4 separate regions of the Mus musculus genome follow, and regions 1, 2 and 3 are each linked to region 4. The links are chromatin contacts, called in public HiChIP or PLAC-seq and promoter capture Hi-C maps. All regions are on one chromosome and are shown on one strand. Each heading gives the region's core, a stretch centred on a gene start, on an enhancer-like site or on the middle of the called end of the contact. The rest is flanking DNA. Distances are from core to core; before and after follow the strand shown.

Region 1 (3,414 bases), core at 23-2,522, 460 kb before region 4:
CTAGAGCAGCTCTCCCACAATGGGAGATGTGAACCCCAACTACAAACTGCTTTAGCTGGCAAAGAGAACATGGCATGATACCTATCACCTTCATAAAAACGTTAGTCCCTTCTTTGGTTATCTTTCCATTCTTTTGAGAATATCAAGAAGAAAAGCTTCATCTCATCTGGGTGTTTGTTTTTACGACCTCCCAGGCACTCGGCTCTCACTCCCTTAAGGGAAGTAGGACTTAGGTTCAGGATCCGGGGTGGGTAAGATCAAACTTAATATTACGTACCCCTTACGTATTTTCATTGGTTTCATTTTACCTTGTTTTCTATTATGGGAATGCTTAAGGGATCTCTGGTTTTTTGAAGTCATATGAACAAGCAAAATTACTTGAAAGGAGTTTATTGAAAGGAAAATATTAAGCCACTGAGAGAGGCCATGCTACATACAGCAGAGATCTCAGATACAGAGACAGAAAAGCTGATTGAGGGGCTGTGTTGGTGGAGGAGGGGAGAGCAATACTGAGTCCATCAATAGTGAGATACCCCTAGAAAGGAACTACAGGGTAGGTGGCTTTCAGGACAAAATGCTAGGAAGGAGCATATTTGGTTCTACCCTGCACACATAGAGGAGGTGACTGGGGACTCCTCAGGACTGCCCCCAGAGCAGAGCAAATGCATATAAAGATGGGACAGGAGTCTCTACACTGTTTTAAACTTCTTTGCTTGCTATTTTTATACACATCTCAATCACATTAATGTTACTTTCATTATACGTTATGATTTTAGTGTCCCTGTATGGTCTTAAATATATTCATTTTTCTCCTTCTCTTGACACCCACTTACTCGCTAAGCCCAGGATCTCCCCGGAACCTATGTGTCATCATCCTTACCTTATTTCAAGTTATACATCCACACTCCTAACTGGTCTTTTGAAAATCAGACTTGATCAACTGTTACTCTGTGAGTCAAAAGCTTCACACTGTGGCCAAACCCCGTCTCCCCTGACACACTTAAGCTGCTGGCTGAGGCCTGCAGAACCCCCTTCTCCGCTTATCTAATTGTTTACACATTCTTGTCCCTTCATACTCTCCCACTGGTCCTTCAGTGCCTGCATCTGGCACATTCTCCCGTTAGCCACACAATGTTCCCACATGCAGTTCTGAAGTCTGGACATCTGTGCCCTCTCCATGTAATTAGCTGCTAATTAATTTTTCAGTCCTGTGTTGAAACCTTGTTCTCAGGTCAAGTCCCACGACCTGTGCACCAGGGCAGGATTCCTGTCATACGCAACACCACAGCTTCATAGCAACTGCCACAGATTAAATTTTAGCAAGTGTTTACTTTGCACTCTGATTTCTTTGTTTGTTTTCTCTTTTACTTTCTATTTCTTTTGCCTATCAAGTCTACGGCATAAAGTGGGCACTAAATATCTATTGAATAAACTACATAGACTTGAACTGGTATCAGGAGGAGCCCATGACTGAACTCAGTCGCCTTCAAAATAAAGGCTGTACAAGGTGTGTGTTTCCCATGCTATTTAACTCTGTACTCCTAAAGAACAGAAACGAATGCTCTCGTTTCCTTCTAAAAACCGGACAGCCAGGTGACTGAAGAGAAAGGCTGCGTACAGGGCTCCAGGGAAGAAGGTTTAGTACGTGTCCACACTTGTCCACAAAGAGCATCCACCTTCCATCGCCTGAGTGTCATCGCCACGTGAAATGCAGGACAGGACCACTAAGGCTGTCCCTTTACATAGGGGACTAGGTGAAGCCAAGAATTCCTATGAAATTACTCTAAACATGACAAAGTTCATCCCGTGAGAAATTCATTGATTATATTTTACACAAACTGCAAATGCAATGGGCCCTCTTTCTGAATGCAGTGGCAAGGAGCTGCACTGTAACTTGCGCAGTGTATGTCACCTTTAGCGTAGTTGGTTGTTATTCCCTGATGCACCTTGCTGCCCCCGAGAAGCACAGGGAAAGGCTGCTGAGCTACAAAGTGGCTCAGTTCAAGAGCAGATCACTTGGCAAGGAAGACAACGGTCTTGGTCTCAAGAGCTGAACTTCCTGGCTCCCAGAGGACCGGGAAGTCTCCAGGAATCCCCTTTGTCATTCTTTCCCTTTCAGCACACACATATATGAAAATGTGTCTGGGCGGGTATGTATCGTGTAAGTGTACCCATATATACACACCAGCCCCCTCTTCAGCATTTCATCAGTGACTTGACGTGGAAATAGAGGAATTGTGTAGCTGGCCTTTGCTACTTTGTGGGTTCTTCTTTTTTCCACCCTTTATCCCCTCGGTTTCACTCCCTAATACTAGATAGGAGAGAAACAAGGATAGAATAAAAAGAAAGCCCTGCATCTAACTTATTTCTTTGGTTTTTCTTTGGCTATGGCTACTAACAAGCCTCAACCAACCTCCCTTAATGACCAACTACCACCTCCCCTGCATCTCGGGAGCCTAGCATCTATGCATCTTCTGGAAACTTCCCAGAATTCCAAAGGTTACACAACTGCAGAAAATTATCTGCAGTTGTCAAGACCACACTTCTGTTAGCGCACTGGGCAAGTCATAGTCAGCTGCTGTGGATAACGAAGCAGCCCCACACCCCTACACCAGGGATTAAAACAAAAGCACATTCTTATAATATTTCTGTATTTTCAAAAGAAACCAAAATCCCAGAATTCTCAAAAAATGTCACTACAGAGCTGTTTTACACTTTTAGATGAACAGAGCAGAGGAGGTTGGTGGGCTGGGGATATAGCTCAGGGTGTGCAGTATGCACTCAGCATGCACAAGACCCTAGCTTAAATCACAAATGCCCCCCAAAGTGGTGAGGGTGCTTAATATTTAGCAAAGCAGAAACAACTGTCCACCCAGTGCAGCGGAAGCTGGCGACAATACGCGTAAAGGCCAGGCCTCATGCTCTACTCAGTGCTCCATGATGGAAAGAGACATAAGCTACACTAAAAACAAAAGCCCATGCTGAGCCCCTGATGCTTGCACTTGGTATCCACACTGAACATGGGAGTGGCCAGCGACTTTTTCTAATCAAATGAATACAAGGAAGGTAAGATCTCAATTGTTGGGTCAGTTGATAACTCCCATTGGGTTAAAAGTCCTATTTGCTTACTGGCTTTTTGGAAGCAAACAGCTATGGTCGGAAGATTTAGAGACAAGAAGCTGTGGTTGACCTAAGCCAACAGCCAGCAAAAAGCCTAGCCAGTCATCACTCCAATAGCCAGCTGGAAACTGTTTCCAGCAACCACATGAACTTGGATGTCTACCCTTATCCAGTTACCTTAGTTAAACTTGCAAGCCCTAGCAGATTCATTGATTGTATCTTTGTGAAATCAGGAAGCAGAGGAAACATCTTGTCCAAGTCTGGAAACTCCCAACCCACAGAAATTTTGAGGCA
Region 2 (3,442 bases), core at 521-3,020, 270 kb after region 4:
CTGGGTTTGGTGGTTGTTTATGGGATGGATCCCCAGGTGAGTCAGTCTCTGGATGGTCATTTCTTCAGTCTCTACTCCATACTTTGTCTCTGTAACTCTTTCCATTGGTGTTTTGTTCCCCCCTTCTAAGATTGATTGAAGTATCAGAGAGAGATTTTAATTTTATTACCTAGTGTGTGTGTGTGTGTTGGTCTAGGGATGACTTTGTGGAGATTGAAGTTTTTTGTTTATACTGTTTGCTTAGGGGATCAAACTCAGGTCACTAGAGTTACACAGCAAGCACTTAGCCAATTCGCTGCCTTGCCAGCCCCAGAGACCTTTCATGGATCTAAGATATAAAACATTTATTGCTGAAACCATACACCATACTTTTGTGTGTAATCTCATAGCTCATACAGTATTTTTACTCACAGTATTATCTTAAATCCTCAGGTGGGTGAGCAATATATATTATTCCTCTTCTGAGATTCTGTGGCCACCTTGAAGGCACATTTGGTTTTTAGAGAGAAGAAAAGAAAAAGGGCCAAAGAGTGTGCTCATATCCCACTGGGCTCAGCCACATTTGGACCCAAGAGCAACCCATCTCCCATAATGGATAATATCTGATGCTGAGGCAGCATCAACATCATTCATAAGTTGTTTATCCTATACTCTGAGTCTTTCCCTGACTGTCTTACAAGTGGATACAAGAGCTCTTGATGACATTTATTCAATTAGGCCAAAAAAGACACAAAAAAATACAGGATTTACACATCTCAGTTGACAAGGGATGATGCAATTATAGTCTCAAGGTAGCTCTGCTCTACAGTGGCTCACTCTGAGTGTATCCGGCCACTGTGTGCTCTGTGCACAGAGATAAAAAGCAAAGGAAGGCACCACGCTTACACAGGAGAAAATCACTCATTGGGGAGTGACTGGATGTACTTATAATAAAAAACTAAAGTATATGGTCAGAATATACCTTAGAAAGCCAGGAGGGAACATTGCATGATGCATGCTCCCTTACTTGAATTGGATAGCCTCTGTTTCTCTGTCTCTCTCTCTCTGTCTCTCTCTCTCTCACTCTCTGTGCATGTGCTGTTTTTGTATATGTTTTTCAGTTTTTAAAAAAGGTTTATTTATTTTATGTATATGGGTGTTTTGTCTGCATGTAAGTCTTATACACCAGAAGGCATTGGCTCCCATGGGACTAGAGTTTTATCTGGTTGTAAGCCACGATGTGTATGTTGGAATTGAACCCAGGACCTGTGGAAGAACAGCCAGTGCTCTTGACGCCTGAGCCATCTCTCCAGGCCCTGTGTGTCATATGTGCAAAAGATAATAAATTTGTATTTACCAACGACTCCCAATTCACGTGTGGCTTCTGCACCATGTTGATGAGTGTGCCACAAGTGCAATCTAGTTTAAACCAGGGATGTCTCAGCGTGAATATGGCTTCCCATGGTCTCAGGTATGCTAACTCCTGTGTCTCGTCCCTACTTTTATATAACCAATGTCCTTTGTTCAGGAAAGGGTAGTGATAACAGTTGTCTCTGTTGGCAATCTTAAGCAGCCCTTGTCTCTTTGATTGGTTTGTAAAACTGCCAAGCTTTAGGGCTATAATTTCCATAGCCAGTAGGAGGCTCCAAGTGGAAGAGCCCCAGTAGCTGTTAGGAGGAAAGGCCTTTCCCTAGACCCTGGAGTCAGCCCCCCCTCCCAGCCCCCACCCCTAATCCACAGTTAACTGCTTAGTCATACTCCAAAGCCAGGAGGCACATTCCAGAAACGGAATGCCAGATATCTTAACCTCTCTAACTAGAGGATGACTTTAAACATTACAACTTTTGGCTTGTGCTAAGACAGTCCCTAAATCTTCTTGACATTTAAATAAACAAGCAAAAGCCAACTGCTCATGTAGGGCAAGAACAGATTTCTATGGGTATATGTGTTTTGTTTTGTTTAGAGATTTTGAAAACTTTTAAACCCTTCAGAAAACCCCAAAGGCAAGGCATGTGTGATTTCCTAACACAGTGGAGTTACTCCGTGGCTGTTTGAGATTTCCAATGTATTTCTTAGGTTCAATATGTATTCAATAACTAACTGCGATGGAGATATGATCAACATACATTCTTCGATCCTGAGTCACTCAAACAACATTTTATGCTCACTGTATTGCAAATACTAATACAGAAGCTGGGCACAGAGGCAAACAACAGTAATCCCACCACTTGGCAGGTGGAGTCAGGAAGATCAAGGACCAGGGATGAAGGACAACATTAAACTCCAGAAGGAGAAACAGGCTCATCTCTGTGAATTCAAGAATTCAAGGCTGGCCTGGGTTCATGAGACCCTGTTCAAATGGGGGGCGGGGTGGGGGTAGGGGTGGGGGTGGGGGAGAGAGGTGGGGGCAAAGAAATAGTTCAGTTACTTTTAGGAACATTTTCAACTAAAAAGATGTAAAAAAAAATTTTTTTGATTGGATCTAATAATCCCAGAAAGTTAGTTAAAATATTTTTCTCAAAGATTTCAGATAATAATTTTAGGTGTGTGCATATGTGTGAGGGAGCACCTGTGGGTATGTGCCTGTGCATGTGGAGGTCAAAGGTCAACACGGAGTGCCTATTTCAATCAGTTTCCACTTCATTTTTTGAGCTGGGGGTCTCATAGCCCCATCCCCCTGTCTCAGCCTATGAAGTGCTGGGATTATAGGCTCTCTACAAGGGTTCTGGGGACAAAACAGAGGACCTCATCAAGCTCTTTATCACCTCAGCCATCTACTCTGTCCTTAGATACTTTTCAATAAGGCAAAAACATCTCCCTAGTGTTTCCTCAACTAAGAACCTCAGGTGTTCTGGGTGGGTGATTATCAGTTTAGGCATCCGTCCAACACTGAACACAAGGACTCATAAATCCCCATGACTTTCCAAACAAGCATTCAACCAGGCGCTGACTCTCCAGTGACACAAAACAGGCGCCGACTTCCTGGTTATCCAGTCAATGAAATTATGAATGACGCAACATACACAGAACTTTTAAAAATTCAACTTGACTGAGGTGTGATTTACACAAACACTTTCTCCATTTTTAATATACAAATGAGTAGCTTTCTGTAAAGGCACCACGTTACAAAGCTAATGCCACTCAATGTAAGAAAACTGTCTAATTGCAAACTCTCCCTTTTTAAAAAGGTCCTGCATCCCTCAATGCCTGAAAAAAACCACCAACGAGTTAATATAACATTTCTTTCTGCATGTCTGTCTGAGCTTGGTTGCATAATAGATCTGCAGTGGGGAGGTCCCCACTGGTGGCTAGAAAGTCTCAAAACTGCCTCAAGGTAGTCATTTTCAACTGTAGCTCCACTGAACGACCTAGAGAGATTTAAAAGTAATGATCCCTGGCCACCTGTTCCTCCATTCTGATTTTATCAGCCAAGGGTTCAGTGTGGGTATCAGAAATTTTATAG
Region 3 (3,587 bases), core at 9-2,508, 360 kb before region 4:
TTTTCAGAAACCTGAGAACGAGAGAATGGGTACATGGTGATAGCTAGCCACCACTCTGCAAAGGACAGGCTCAGTAAAACTCATGTTCAGTTACAATTAGGTATAAACTTCACAAGGTGCTGATGCTGGGCTGCTTGCTGGGTGCTGGCTTAACTACTGGGTATGATGGAGTAACCTCAGTCACATGACTGGGAAGAGCGATTCCTGAGACTTTGTTGTGGACCTGTCAGGGGCCTTAGGTTCTCAGGAAACACAAACATCATTTTTTTCCCAGACGTAGTTTTGAGAGCTCATGTTCTTAGACAGAAGCTGGCCAGGACAAGGTCAGAGGGCCCATTTGATGTAGTGGTACATGTCAGTCAGGCTTGCACTCTCGGGTAGCTATGCTGCTGGGTACCCTCTCTGCTTACCCCTATTTACCACTTTCCATAGCTCATTCCAATTCTAACCCATCAAATTCCCCCTAGTCTTAATTTCTATGTCACAACTCACTGTACAAGATTCATTTGCAGATCTGATTTGTCACCTTGCACTCTACCTTGATGGATGAGTCACCAGAGAGCAGAGCTAACCTACTCAAGCCGAGAAGCTCTGTCTGAGCCTGGGCTTTGTACACCCTGGACCTACACAGAAGCAACACAATGACTGACAGGTTGAATTAGGCTTAGAAGTCACTGGTTATGCTTCCAAACTTCAGAGACTTACCAATGGAAACTTCAGGTGCTCATCTACATATTTGTAACCACAAAGACTTAACTGTCTGAGTACTAATTATGAACTGTAAGAAAAGGAAAAAAAACTGTAAGAAAAGAAAAACTTTAAGTGACCTTAAACTATAGGAATAAACTGGCTAAACAAATTGTGAAATGGGTTCAAAACATGAGTGAGACCAGTGCATTTAAAAATACTAATATGAAGCCATCAATAACACACAGTTAAGGGAAATGGCAAAGTAAGAAATGAAGGCACATCAGGTGCTTAGAGGTAAATAGTATATCTGGGGAAAAGAACCCAGGAGCAGGCAGCACAAGGCAACTGCCCATGGTAATGAGCACAGCATGGGAGGCAGAGAGAAATCTAATTTCACTGTACTCCTCCTTTATGACTGTGCGTGCATGTTGTTTACTTAAAAGAATCACTGTTTTTAGGTAGACAAAGACAAAAGGTCAATGAATCCTCACCCAGTTCTGGAAAGCCTCAGTAGACTGTCACCCCCAAGAGTCCATCCTTTGTTCTCTATGGTAGAGTCTTAGAATAGTTGTCATTTATTTGAAGTGACAGGCTATCTTGGCATGACAACGGAACTGCTGCCTGCAGAAGTGGGTTAATGACTGGGTGGAAGAGACTGAGATAAAAGATCCTTTAAATATTCTTACCAGTCCAACCAAGTTGCTCTCTAAAGCACACACTTGTCTGCATAATAGCCAGTTTTGCTCTTAAAACCACAGATAAGCTTGCAGGAACTATCTGAATCATGCAGATAAAAATCTGCCTCAAAGGGAAATTTACTTGTGGTATGAAATTACAATAAAATTCCCTAAGGTGATGAAAGTGTAAAAGCCATCCAAACAGCTGCAGTATACATATTTATTTCCACACCACAAAGGACATGAAAGATTCATTTCTACATCCAGATATAGTGTTCTAAATAGCCAAACATCACTGGATGCACGAATGCAGTTGGGCAGACTGAGATGGTCTGATGCAGAAGCAGCAACCTGACAATCCCTGTTTCCTCAGCTGTCAGCAAAGATCACACATGTTAGAGGCCGAGTGTGGTCTCAGGACACTGCTCTGGTTTTAAGAGAGCCATGAACAGTAGAACACGAACTCATCCTGTACTGTCATAGAGAGTTGTCCTATCTACTGCACAGAGAAACCTAGCAAGGGAAGCACAACCACTTCTCTAGAATCTGGTAAATACGCTTTAATAAAGTACTCACTTCTTGTCAGGCCAAAGAATTGCTCTATCTCCATTAAAACTTTATTTGCTGCCTTAGAGTGTAGTTTAAAATGTCTGCAAATAGAGAACTGCTCTTCTTCATATCATATTTGAAGTAACATGATACTCTTTACTGAAGTGAGAATTTGGGTAAAAGTATCAAAGAACTGAAGGTCCTGAAAAGCAAAAGACCTTTCCATACTCACAGGACAATCAGCAAGGACTTTTAGCTCCTCTTATACAGTGCTATGTTACTCTCAGTACTTATTACAGTGAGTAGGGTTACACACCACCTTTTAATGTTTGGATAGACGCTTTTCAAGGTTCCTGCTCTACAGGGGCTTAGGGATATGCCTCAAAGACCAAGACTTGTCTATCATGCCTGAGGCCTCTGAACGACTAGCAGTAAAGAGGGGGAAATGTCTTCTTTATTTACAAAGCACTTTCTGAGAGGATCAATTTTTCTCATTCCTTCTCTTTTTACTAAGAAGAGCAGTGACTGGATGATGGCCGCCATGGTCTGTTCATTCAAGTACTACTAGAACACTCTGAGGCTATTAGGTTATGAGAAGACTGCAGGGGCAAACTGATACTGTTGAAAGAGTGGGTCCATTATGAAACAAGCTCAGCTCCCTGCCTGGTATGAAACACACACACACACACACACACACACACACACACACACACACACACACACACCCCGCTCTCCTTTATACTTTATACCACAAGCTCTCAGTAGATGCTGGAAGTCTTGATCTTAGACTTCCAAACTTCTACCATTATGAAGAAATCACTGTCTGTTCTTCATGAATTGTGCAATCTGGGTGTCTTATAGAAACACAAAATGGATTAGAAAAATGTCTCTGAAAATACATAAATCTTCATTCCAAATGAAGCTGGCATTCACAATAAGTATATATTTGTTGGATTTCTTTGATTTTCCTGCCCTGGGCAATGCAGAAATACTTTGGAATTGCAAAAGCATGCTTGAGGAAATGACCAGAAAATGTATAATGTATATACATCTGGTAGGCAGTGGAATTATCTTATTTTAGAGACGACTTTGCATGTTTAGTTCTGTGTCTGTGAGTGTATGTATGTGTGTACTCTCACGAGAGCACATGCTTGTACATACATGTATGCATGTAAGTAAGTAAGTAAATTTGGGTGTGGCTGTGGACTTTCACATGTGTGCTAAAGCCTGTAGAGGTCAGAATTTAACATTGGGTATAACTCTTCATGCTTATTTCCATGGGAGGAAGGAGCTGAGGCTGGGAATACTTATATGAAACTTACTACTTAAGTACATTTGACTAAGATAACATTTTTAAAATAATGTTTTATAATATTTTATTGGATATTTTCTTTATTTACATTTCATTTTTTCCTTTTTTCAGGTCTTCCCCTGAGAGACCCCCTATCCCATCCCTCCTCCCCCTGCCTCTATGAGGGTGCTCCCCTGTCCACCCACCCTCTCCCGTCTTCTGGCCCTGGTATTCCCCTAAACTGGGGCATCAAACACACTCAGGCCCAAGTGCCTCCCCTCCCACTGATGTCCAACAAGGCCATCCTCTGCCACATATGGGGCCGGAGCCATGGGTCCCTCCACATGTACTCTTTGGTTGGTGGTCCAGTCCCTGGGAGC
Region 4 (3,129 bases), core at 600-3,099:
CAGCAAGATTTTGCTGACAGGAGCCTGACATGACTGTCTCTTGTGAGGCTATGCCAGTGCCTGGCAAATACAGAAGTGGATGCTCACAGTCAGCTATTGGGTGGAACACAGGGCTCCCAATGGAGGAGCTAGAGAAAGCACCCAAGGAGCTGAAGGGATCTGCAACCCTATAGGAGGAACAACAATATGAACTAACCAGTACCCCCAGAGCTCACGTCTCTAGCTGCATATGTAGTAGGAGACAGCCTAGTCGGCCATCATTGGGAGGAGAGGCCCTTGGTCTTGTGAAGATTCTATGCCCCAGTACAGGGGAATGCCAGGGCCAGGAAGCGGGAGTGGGTGGGTTGGGGAGCAGGGTGAGGGGAGGGTATAGGGTACTTTCCGGATAGCATTTGAAATGTAAATGAAGAAAATATCTAATTTTTAAAAAGAGAGAGAGAGAGAAGAACAGCCTGGCGCAGGCTGTGTGATCTGTCCTCCATGTCCCCTATGTGAGATGAAGAACAGCCTGTCCCAGCAGGGAGGCTCCGCAGACTCCAGCTCCCGGTGGTTGTGAGTCCTTTGCTGTGGGTGCTAAGGATGAATTCAGGTTCTTTCCAAGAGCAGCCTGGCCTTAAAGGTCTCAAGCCCCTGCAGGCATAGTCTTGGTGCCCCTTTCCCTTTAATGGCTACCGCTGTGTTTTCCTTTAAAAATCGTCACCACCAAAGCTTCCTATGATTGCTTTAAGAAAGAGGACAGTTTCAACTTTTTTCTCCAGATCTCTGATCCTTCTCAAATCACTGCTGTCCACAGTGTGAGGTCTGGGCAGGCGTCTATTGTTTTTTTTTTTCTTCATCTAAATGGTGAATTGTTTCCACTCTATCTGATGAAAAGATCTTGTTCTAGTTTCATTTCAGTAAATTATGCCAAGGAACAGGAAACATTTGAAACATTACACAGGGAAACTGGAGGAAAATGAGTGCTTGACTCATGATTGAGTCATTCTTGGTAGTAAGACAACAAATGACCAGCAAGACTTCTTCAAATCCAGTCATCACACATAGGAATTGCTGACAGGATGATCTACTTTCTGAATGAACAAAGCTATTTGATATGGAAAGGGTGTTCTGCCTACTGTATAATTTGCTTTAGCTTGCAGCAGAATTCTGTTCAACTAAAAACAACTTTAAAGTCAAGTAAGGTGCATTTGAAGAGACATGGAATGCTTGCAAACCTTTTGGTTATGCAATGATCAAGCCCAAATTACTTGTTAGGGTTAGGATTAGGGTAGTTCTCATTTGTAGCTACACAGCTGAAATATCAACAGGCATTATCATGCAGCCATCAGACTTGTTTCCCACTTGTTATTATAGCAATTATTTTCCAATAAGGATAAACAGTGAGGCCCATTTCTCTGAATTATTCATTGAAAGCCAGTATGTGCTTGGTAGGTGATTGGGTGATATGGTAGAAAAGTCACGCTTAACGGAAACTCAAACTGGAATTTATACGCAATTTAGAGTTTTTAAAAGCAGAACTAAGGCACAGCTCTAACAGGAAGGGCCAGAGTCAGGCTTTAAAAGCTTCTTCCTCTTTCCGTTTTTCTGTGTACCTCTAGCTCTTCAGTCCCTTCCTCCACAGCAGTCTTCAGGTTCCCCTTGCCGCTTCCCTTTCGGTATTGAACCTGGTGCTGTGGCACTGCACTCGAGTCTTGCTGTAACCTGAGGTGGAACATCAGGGCAGAAGTGTATAGAGGAGGAGAGCTGCTCACACTCAGTAGCAAAGGCACAAGCAGAAAGAGCCGCGGAAGGACCGAGGGCGCCATGCCTCCACACCCCACCCAGTGACTTACTTCCTCTGCTGAGCTCACCTCCTAAGGTTTTAGTCACTTCTGACTCACCACACTGACCACAGACCACGCCTTCAACACTTGACCTTTAGGGGGATATTTTTAGATCTCAGCAATAAAAGCCTGACTCTATTAAGTGTCCCCTAATATCTATGCCTCCTTTGGCCCAAAATAAACCGTATTTTCTGCTAAACTCAGGAATATGTAGCTCGTTTGTCAGCCATCTTATAGCCAGCAATGGGCCTATGACTCCCCTTTGACCAAAGCAATGTGACCAGAAATAGTAAGTAGAACTTACTGATGATAATGTGATCCAGAAAAGCAGACCAGGGCCCAGAAAGGAAGTCTAATGCAGGCTTGGTCTGTAACTGAGATTTTCAGGTGACAGCTTTTTCTGAAGCTCTGTCACAGGGGCGTAAGTGGCGTTGGCTCTCCCTCTCCCTCCCTCTCTCTCTCTTTCTCTCTCTCTCTCTCTCTCTCTCTCTCTCTCTCTCTCTCTCTCTCTGTGTGTGTGTGTGAGAGAGAGTCCTATAGCATCTGAGGAATAACACTGGACGTTAGTCCTCTGGCTTCCATATCTACCTTTCTTTCCCTTGAGACAGGGCCTCTCACTGACTTGGATCTTGCCAGACAGGCTAGGCTGGCTGACCAGTGAGCCCCAGGGATTGACCTGTCTCTGCCTTCCCAGTAGTAGGATCACAAACACCACCACATCTGATTCTCTCTCTCTCTCTCTCTTTTTCTCTCTCAGAGATAGATATAGAAATAGATAGATAGATAGATAGATAGATAGATAGATAGATAGATAGATAGATAGATATAAGATAGATATTTTTATAAACATATAGATATAAATATGTATTTAGATAGATTTATGTGTATAATATGCACATATATACATGTGTATCTGATATATTTACATTCCTTTAACAAGTGCTTTACTGAATGAGCTATATCCACAGCTACCTGAAAATTCTTATGTTGAATTCCTAATCTTCAATACCTAGGAATATAACTGTTTTGGAAATAAGATCTTTAAGGTTAAAATGAGATTATCAGGATATGCTCTAACCCAGTAGGACCAGCGCCTTCCTAAGAGGACATTTAGACCCTGGCAGGAACAGAGTGGCTAGGTGAAGTCCCAAGGAGAGGACAAACACCGGCTACCCAACAAGAGAAGTCTTGGTAGAAACTTATATCACTAGCACCAAAATTCTGTGAGAAAAAAAAATCTGGGATACTTAGCCTTATAGAGGCAACTTCTGCATGAGGGCCAACTAAAACTTGCCTGAGAGCCTAG

The links. Promoter capture Hi-C pulls out the DNA fragments that hold promoters and counts their contacts. HiChIP or PLAC-seq counts read pairs in DNA pulled down with a chosen protein or histone mark.
Region 1: a contact with region 4 is called in a promoter capture Hi-C map of the 3T3-L1 cell line, with 4 times the contacts expected there. The contact joins two enhancer-like sites. A contact is called at or near these places in 11 of 39 promoter capture datasets (the 3T3-L1 cell line, the C10 cell line, cranial neural crest and 7 more), 2 of 484 Hi-C or Micro-C datasets (embryonic fibroblasts and granulocyte-monocyte progenitors), 4 of 115 datasets of contacts at active chromatin or transcription factors (the NIH/3T3 cell line, bone marrow-derived macrophages, embryonic basal ganglia and 1 more) and 1 of 9 other capture datasets (adipose tissue).
Region 2: a FOXA1 HiChIP or PLAC-seq map of pancreatic cancer cells shows a contact between it and region 4. The contact joins two enhancer-like sites. A contact is called at or near these places in 1 of 115 datasets of contacts at active chromatin or transcription factors (pancreatic cancer cells) and 1 of 9 other capture datasets (adipose tissue).
Region 3: a contact with region 4 is called in a promoter capture Hi-C map of the HPC-7 cell line. The contact joins two enhancer-like sites. A contact is called at or near these places in 3 of 39 promoter capture datasets (the 3T3-L1 cell line, the HPC-7 cell line and cranial neural crest) and 1 of 9 other capture datasets (adipose tissue).

The regions. Positions count from the first base shown.
Region 1 is chr5:4,958,554-4,961,967 of GRCm38.p6, forward strand. All of the region lies in intron 10 of Cdk14 (cyclin-dependent kinase 14), which reads right to left. Among named protein-coding and RNA genes, the nearest start is that of Fzd1, 200 kb to the left of the region's middle. Within about 2 kb of position 1,273, at least 15 of the 459 cell types and tissues checked have an H3K27ac peak or open chromatin away from gene starts, as enhancers often do.
Region 2 is chr5:5,685,496-5,688,937 of GRCm38.p6, forward strand. The region is part of intron 1 of Steap2 (six transmembrane epithelial antigen of prostate 2); the gene reads right to left. The region is part of intron 1 of Gm40262 (a long non-coding RNA gene); the gene reads left to right. Among named protein-coding and RNA genes, the nearest start is that of Steap2, 6.9 kb to the right of the region's middle. Within about 2 kb of position 1,771, at least 70 of the 459 cell types and tissues checked have an H3K27ac peak or open chromatin away from gene starts, as enhancers often do. A contact at or near this core is called in pancreatic cancer cells, where this site is marked.
Region 3 is chr5:5,054,968-5,058,554 of GRCm38.p6, forward strand. All of the region lies in intron 8 of Cdk14 (cyclin-dependent kinase 14), which reads right to left. Among named protein-coding and RNA genes, the nearest start is that of Fzd1, 300 kb to the left of the region's middle. Within about 2 kb of position 1,259, at least 31 of the 459 cell types and tissues checked have an H3K27ac peak or open chromatin away from gene starts, as enhancers often do. A contact at or near this core is called in the HPC-7 cell line, where this site is marked.
Region 4 is chr5:5,418,477-5,421,605 of GRCm38.p6, forward strand. No RefSeq gene overlaps it. Among named protein-coding and RNA genes, the nearest start is that of Cdk14, 40 kb to the left of the region's middle. Within about 2 kb of position 1,850, at least 179 of the 459 cell types and tissues checked have an H3K27ac peak or open chromatin away from gene starts, as enhancers often do. A contact at or near this core is called in the HPC-7 cell line and pancreatic cancer cells, where this site is marked.